Regions from separate parts of the Bombyx mori genome. Here region 1 is linked to region 2. A link is a contact called in public Hi-C data. All regions are on one chromosome and are shown on one strand. The core of a region is the stretch at or near the end of the contact, and the rest is flanking DNA. Distances in the headings are between cores, read along the strand shown.

Region 1 (3,866 bases), core at 1,198-3,697, 130 kb after region 2:
CAGTCACTGCATTTCGAAATATTAATTCTCTCATTTTTGACACAGCTCGCTTTTCCACCATGTTCTTGCTATTGTTATAACTTTGTAGATTTTGTAAGGAGTTAAATAGATACAGAAAGACATGCTTCTCTATGACATGCTCCTTATAAACTTTGGTACCTTTTGGAATAACATTAGACTCAACATCTTGCAAAAGTAATCTTTCGAAAAGTGCCTGTTCCAATGCTTCGAAGTCTATGTGAATGCGAGGTTTAGTTGCTTCAGCAAGTTCTTCTAAATATACTAACTGTTTTTCATTATTGGGCCGATTTTCGACTGCATTTACATTTATGGTAAAGTAAAAAACATTTTCGACGATGTTGTTTACAATTTCTGTTTCTTCATCAACCTGGACTGGCACAGAAGTAATAGTTATAGGACTGTCTTCCGGAATTGGAGTTTCAGATGGAGAAGTTCCCAGTAACCCAAGAAATGGATTAAACTGTTGAGACATATTTTCGTCTTACCAATTTAAAATTGATATTGTTAGGACAGTTCAGAAAAGTGACAGTGATAAAATTTTGAATAAATATATACAGTGTGATTAATATTCTTAGAAGAATTTAATATTGAAGTCATTCACAAAAAGTTATTGCAATCTGTTTTGTTTTCGAAACTGATGACTTATCACAAATTTGATAAAATTTACATCATTTTACATGACAATAATTTGACATTTTCTCTTCAAGTGATTGAAATCACATGGAAATGACGTTTATCCTTTTAAGTTTCATTCGTTAGCACAGGGGTTAGCTTGATTTATTTTTCGAATAGAATCGATATATGTAATTGTAAAACATAAGCAAGTGTATGTTTGTGTCAGTCGAGAAAGATTCCGATGCACGCTGAAAGCTTCTAATAACACTAACTTTTACCTGCGGTTATATTAGGGTCAAGTTAGAAAAAATAAATTCCTTTGGAATAGTATTTATTTTCTGGATAAGTGGTACTCTGTATCCTTTGGTGAACCCTTGTAGTCGTATTTGAAAAATTACATGTCGATCAATAACAATTAAATAAGCTCACTTTGACCTACGTTTGTACTCACGTTACATTATTAATTCCGAAAGACAAAACACGTTGAATTTTCATGAGATAAAGCTATGGGAGTCTTATCTCTCAATGTGCTCTTGTCCATAAACTATCATTTGGTTTGTAGATCCATTGTTATTTTATTCATGAGACAACGAAAACACTATCATATTTAATAAAGAAAGTGTAGGTATTCGGTGTAGCCCGAGTCATGTCATTTTCTATGTTAAAAAGTATCATAAGTATGTGTTAATCCAGTTACAAACTATCTTTGTGCGAAATTTCATCGAAATCCATTACAGCCATGTTTGCGAGAAAGAGTAAAAATATCAAAGAATATACATTCTATGACATTTTTCTTCATTTGTTATATTATTCATACTTAGTTCATAATTATCGGGCATGTTGCAAACGCACAATGATGGGTGCTAGCTTAACTATTTCCATGAAATTGTCATGCGTTCTAATTAAAATTTAAGACTTCTGTTGTACTTGTTGTTCACTTGGAACATCAATTTTGTGTCAAGGTGTATTAAGCAATCCACGTTTAGGTCCTTGTCTCTGGTTACCGCTTACTGTCAGGTGGGTCATAGTTTTGTATGTCCATGTTAGCAAGTAACAAAAACGAAATAAAGCTTTTTCGTTTTCAATAGCTATTCAATGGGCTTTCTTCATGTGTACCAGCATAGATTTAGAGAACAATGAATAAATATTGAGACTATTTTCTACATTAAATATATGAGTTTATGTTTCAATTGTTTTGTAAATCTAATAGGATAATTTGCTACGCTTCACGGGAGGTAACATAGAATGACAAATGATGCTATTTCATAATACCGATATCTAAAATATTTTTCAAAATAGAGGTCAGAGCTTAATATGCACCGCAGGTCGATTTAATTTCAATTACTAGCATTTACGATTCAGTTTCAAATTTTATGACTAGAAATTCAAAATTTATATCAATCAAAACTGATTTTCAAGCGCATTGACCTTATTTTTAGATTTGAGCGCAAATGACTCGCAAAGATAATTTATTTATAATTTGAGAAACTTTCGTTCTGGCAATTCGACCTTTTCCCTTTTTTGTTGCATTAGCAACACTGGTAAAATTATGTGTCCAAGTTAAGCAACTTATTTTTTATCATTAATGTGAGATTCTATTTTAGAAGTCCAATATGTGACAAAAAATACTTTATATATTTTTAAACTCACATAAAAGCTGTAATTATGACTTATAATCAAATAATCTGATATTTTAGTATTAAAAGCATCACTTAAAGTATCTAAATTGCAGCTTGACTTTGTAGATGGCGCTATAGCTTCCGCTTCACCAGCGCTTCAACAGATTGTGCTGAAAGACCGAACTAAAAATTTTAAGCCCACTGCCATGTTCTGCAGCAGTCGTCGTTCGAAATCATTGTAGCGCACTCGATTTGTTTCGTCTAATGCAACAATGCTATGAATATTTACATAATACATGGCGTATAGTAGTCGCACATAGTGAACCGTTGATTAATGTAAGATTGGTAACACTTATATTATTTGCTAGTTAGGACAATAATGAACGCGTGGCCCCCATTTTAGTGCTTGATCAGGTAGTCTACGTGCTACTCATTACATATTATCGCTTATCGAGTAATACTGGAGATGTTCAGAATAATGGTAATATCAAAGGGTAATATCGTTCAAAATGTGATTCCAATCTAAGTAATGATTGGAAAAAATTCCATCATAAAATGGCGGCATATAATTGATCACGCGATTGTATCGTAGCCGCCATCTTGGCAAAATTTGCATGAGAATGTTAAAAACATTTTTAACGCCAGCTACACTTATTAAATAATATAACACAATTATATATAATAGCTTTGGAACGTATCTCGTCAATCCCATATTTATGTATATATTTACATTTAATTTTATGTACGGGTGTTGGTTCCTATCTATATTCATAATTTTTTATTTCTCTTATTGTGACTCGTAACATTTACTATTTAGGTGTATTATCTGTTGATGTTCGTATTACAAAAACCACAAGTATTTAACTTATTGTGCGTTAACTGCGCAATATACGCAGTCCTTATCGTCGTATACTTTCATATTCAATGCCTTTGTGTGAGTGTAACACCGCGTGACCTCAATGAAAGAAAGGACAAATAATATAGATCTTGCTGTTCTAGAAGGCTGACGTCATGTCATACCGCGGCGAAACCGCAACCCAGCAAGACATTGTGAAATGTGAACGGCCACCCACTGCTTACTTTGCTCGATTCATCAAATTATTAAATTTGAAAGTAGTGGATCTATGAACAGTTACTGTACCGACTTCGACTGTCTATGTTGATTTGGTCTATCATCGCAAACAAGCATTATTGTGATTTTTGGAGAATATTTCCAATGCTTATACTTTCTACGAATATTAGGTATAGTATCTAAGCAAAAAAGGCCACGTCCGTGTCCATTTGGAATATTTTATTAATAGATAACCTATTAAGAACATTTTCGAACAGATTTAATGTTGAAACTTTGAACGTTGAAAGTGTGTGTTGTGCTATATTATGTAATTACACATTGATTACACAAAGGTTTTGATTTTCAGAAAGTACCTAGGTACATACAAAGATTATTATATAAATACGAATTTATTTATGCCCACTTATGTATTTACATTAATAAGCATACCTAACTTATCTCAAATATCTTATTTAAATTAAATGTTGGCTATATAACCAAAATTTCAGCGTAGTTGATGTGACAATGTATGACCTATTTAAAATGTCTTTCATCTTTTG
Region 2 (3,739 bases), core at 1,211-3,710:
CATTTACGTCGTAGAGGTCTATGGGCTCCAGTAACCACTCAACACCAGATGGGCTGTGAGCTCGTCCACCCATCTAGCAATAAAAAAAAAAAAACATAAAAAAGAGAAAATGAAATGAAAAAAAATGTTTTTTTTTTATGTTATACATACAAGCTCAAATATTGTTATGTGGTTGAATGAGGTTGCAGTGTTGATTCTCTTCAAATCAAAAAAGCAGAAAATTCAGATGTAGACTGACATGCAGGCATAACACAGTTTCAACACTGGAATGTAGATATTTGGACTTTGGACTAGTTATAAAACAAATATATGAAGACAATAAAGTTGATTTACACCAGCAGTTATTTTAAGGTTTCTTAGTAATTAATTAATAATGGTTATTAATTACCGTTGTATTCTCTGCCTTTCCCCAACAAATGCCGTAGATGTTTCCCTATTTTTGAAATAGCTTCTTTGACTCTCTTCTGATTTATTTCAAGTGCCCCAAGCTTTTGTGTTAATGCTAACCTTCTGTCTGGTACAACTGCCATTAGGTTGAATCTGAAATGTAAATTTTACAAATGTCTTCATTTTATTTCTTATTTACTAATTTTTTTTAATGCACTTTAAATGTTACCTAATATCATGAACTTGTTCTCCTGCATCTCTACCAAGTCTTTCTGCCATTACCCTTCTAAATTTATCTGTCCAATCCTCATCAGCTGCCCACGGACCATGATCCATAGGATATGGTTTAAGACCATCTAGTTCAAACAAATGTCCATTGATTGGTACCAAGCTAACAAAATGGTATGCTTCACCTGAAATAAAATAAAATTTTATAGTAGTTGTAGCATCTGACTGACTTTTGATAGAGAGGATTGTAAGTCTGGATAGATGAGTTGTTATTAATATTATTATAAAAACTGCACAAACATTTAACACAAGGGACAGGAACTTGACAACCTATATTTGAGTAACTGAGTCCAAAAATGAACAGCAGTTTTAATGTTAATTTGAATGTCAAAATGCAAAATCACACAAATACTGTATCAATATCAATGAATATTCAATAATTACTGAAACAAGATGGATCCTTTCGTACTACCTGTAAATCTGCCAGTAGAAACTCCAGCATTTTTGTCTGTCTTTTTGCGTGCTTGTGGTATGGCATGTGAGTTGTGGGCACAAGCCAACTCAGGTGTATTTCCTATTGCCCATCCTTTGTTTTCAGGATTCATACCCACTGTATGATGCTGTGGGTGATATAAGAGACATTTTAATATAACTATGAAAACTAGGGTTAAGTTATTTTATACCAAAGAAAGTAGTTTTAAGCAATATTTCAAATCTGTATTAATTAGTTTATTCTGATACATCTGAATTGAATTTCTTTGGTTTTCCAGTCATAGGCATAATTAAAACTTCTCTTGTTACGACTGGTGTCCATAACTACTAAAACTGTATTTCTTGAGAAAGCGAATGATAAAATTAATATTATTATAATATAGACGAGATTGAATTACAAAACTAGTTTTAATTAAATCCATTTTGCATCTATTATTTATGAACATTTTTGTAAAATACATTAGCTACAATTCTTGCTCAGATTTAAATAGTTTGTAGGAATACTTCAATAGGTTTCTTATTAATAAATACATTTCAGTACTCACTTTTAACCTACTTAATGTTTCTCCTAAATGAAGATTTGGACAGTTTAGTAAAATGGAAAGTAAAGCATGAGTGGCGCAACTGTTGGGTACCATTTGCTGTGCAAAAAAAATATTATTGATGGTCTCCTCATCCCGTACAAAGCTTTCAATTTGTTCAACGAATTTTCGCCTTGATCTGCGCTCTTCTATCCATCTAAATAAAAAGATAAATCCGTACACCGGGCTCTCTAAAGGCTTATGCAGGTCATAAATTTCCTCAACTTGCACACCTTTAACACCGAAATCTTCTAATAGTAAAGTAAAAAGACCAGGATCACTTTCCAATTCTAGCCAGCCTTCGGTAAGACTGTTTAGTTCTACCGGCATATTTTTCATTCAACAATGGTTATTGTTTACGTTTATTGCCGTCGAGTCTTTTGTTTTATTTAGTTTTATAGTTTTATTGTTCCCAAATCTCTGCCCTTTTCCCACCCTAACAATGTTATTGCGTAAATTATTATTAATTGCATATTTTTGCCATTCGTGTTTTGGACAGGCACTGGGAACACAGACCATACAGTCAAGTTTTTATTAAAATAGACCGAAGCCATGTTTGTTGTTTGAAAAGTGAAATGGACTGAATGGAAGGAAATAGAATTAAACGAGGAGACATATTAAGACAACGCCTCTTACTTAAAAAGTGCGAATTTACCGAGAGTTCAAAGAACTTTTTGGAAGATCCCACGAAGCCATGTTCAGCAATTTTGTTTCATTTTCTCACACAAGCACTTTCACAGATGCTAAGCGGTTAGTAAGACACTTGAAGAAATACAGTAAAAACTCTTTATTCGCGGGGTATATGTTCTGTAAATATATATTTTTTTAGTGCCCTTGCAGGCAGACGAGCACACGGCCCACCTGATGGTGAGTGGCTACTTATTCCATAGCCGCATATGCAGCGAATATAGAAATCGTGAATATGGAATGGTAATTTACATATATTATGGAATTATATATGTCGAAGGCGGCTTGTGTTTTAAAGCGGAACTAATACAGCGGCGATATAATATTACAATAAACTGTAGACACAGTTGTATGAAGGGTTTTTTTTATTGCTTAGATGAGTGGACACTACTACTTAAATACTGAATATTTTATATTCACATATTTATTGAATCAATATATCTACCATTATTATCTATACATTGCTGCCATCTAATAGGAAGGTCATTCATTTATGTCTGTGCGATAGAACTCTGGTGATCTAGATTCTACAAACTGTGTGAAAGCATTTTGTACTGCCTCCTGGAAAGAAAACTTTTTATCACGTACAAATTTGTCCAAATCACGAAAAAAATGGTAGTCCGTTGGAGCAAGGTCTGGTGAATACGGAGGATGACGAAAGGTTCCTAATTGCAGTTCCTGTAAAGTTGTAACGGTTTCTCGTGCTGTATGAGGTCTCGCGTTATCATGGAGCAATAATGGTAAAGATCGATTCATGAGTCGGGGCTGGTTCACTGTACATTTTGCTATCATTATTCGGAGTTCGGCATAGTAGACACCATGCTGAGACCACTAAACAGTTACCATTACCTTTTTATTGGTAAGCTTTGTTTTAGGACACTGTGGTGGAATTTGACCTGGGGTCAGCTATTGCATTTTTCGCTTACGGTTATCGTAAAGAATCCACTTTTCATCATATGTCAAAATTCGATCCAATATTCCTTCATTTCTGTATCGATTCAACAAGGCAACATAAGTTTCAACATGCCTTTCAAATCATGAGGCACCCATTTTTCTGAGATTGATCTGAATGAGTCAATATTGTTGGTAGGTAACGTAAAACCGTGCCGCTAATTCCTACGTAGCTTGGCTCGGATCGGTTTCCACCATCTCTCGTGCGGCTTGCGATTTTGTTTGCTGGTTGAGAGGCTTGGTGAATTTTGGTTTTCGAGAAATAAAACTGTTTTGTCTGTGGCGTATTTTTTCTACAGTTATAATGTTAGGTGTTTATTGTTCAAACTTTTTTATATTATTGAAAATGGTGTGTTACACGAATCGAGGATTGGGGGGTAAGGGGAACAATATGGACGACCACTCGCATTACT

Evidence for each region. Hi-C and Micro-C count contacts between places; a contact is called where the count stands out from the background.
Region 1: a contact with region 2 is called in a Hi-C map of posterior silk gland, with 2.0 times the contacts expected there. The contact joins the promoter of LOC101746214 here to the promoter of LOC101739798 in region 2. A contact is called at or near these places in 3 of 7 Hi-C or Micro-C datasets (middle silk gland, posterior silk gland and whole pupa).

Annotation. Positions count from the first base shown.
Region 1 is chr8:9,656,240-9,660,105 of ASM3026992v2, forward strand. LOC101746214 (protein suppressor of sable) reads left to right here and starts at 2,448. Exons shown (of 2, transcript XM_004932226.5): 1 at 2,448-3,497. The coding sequence starts at 3,412. It overlaps LOC101746071 (ubiquitin conjugation factor E4 A), which reads right to left and starts at 734. Exons shown (of 16, transcript XM_038012504.2): 1 at 1-734. The coding sequence starts at 493.
Region 2 is chr8:9,525,044-9,528,782 of ASM3026992v2, forward strand. LOC101739798 (ubiquitin carboxyl-terminal hydrolase calypso) reads right to left here and starts at 2,461. Exons shown (of 8, transcript XM_004932093.5): 1 at 1,653-2,461; 2 at 1,088-1,235; 3 at 617-800; 4 at 389-540. The coding sequence starts at 2,027.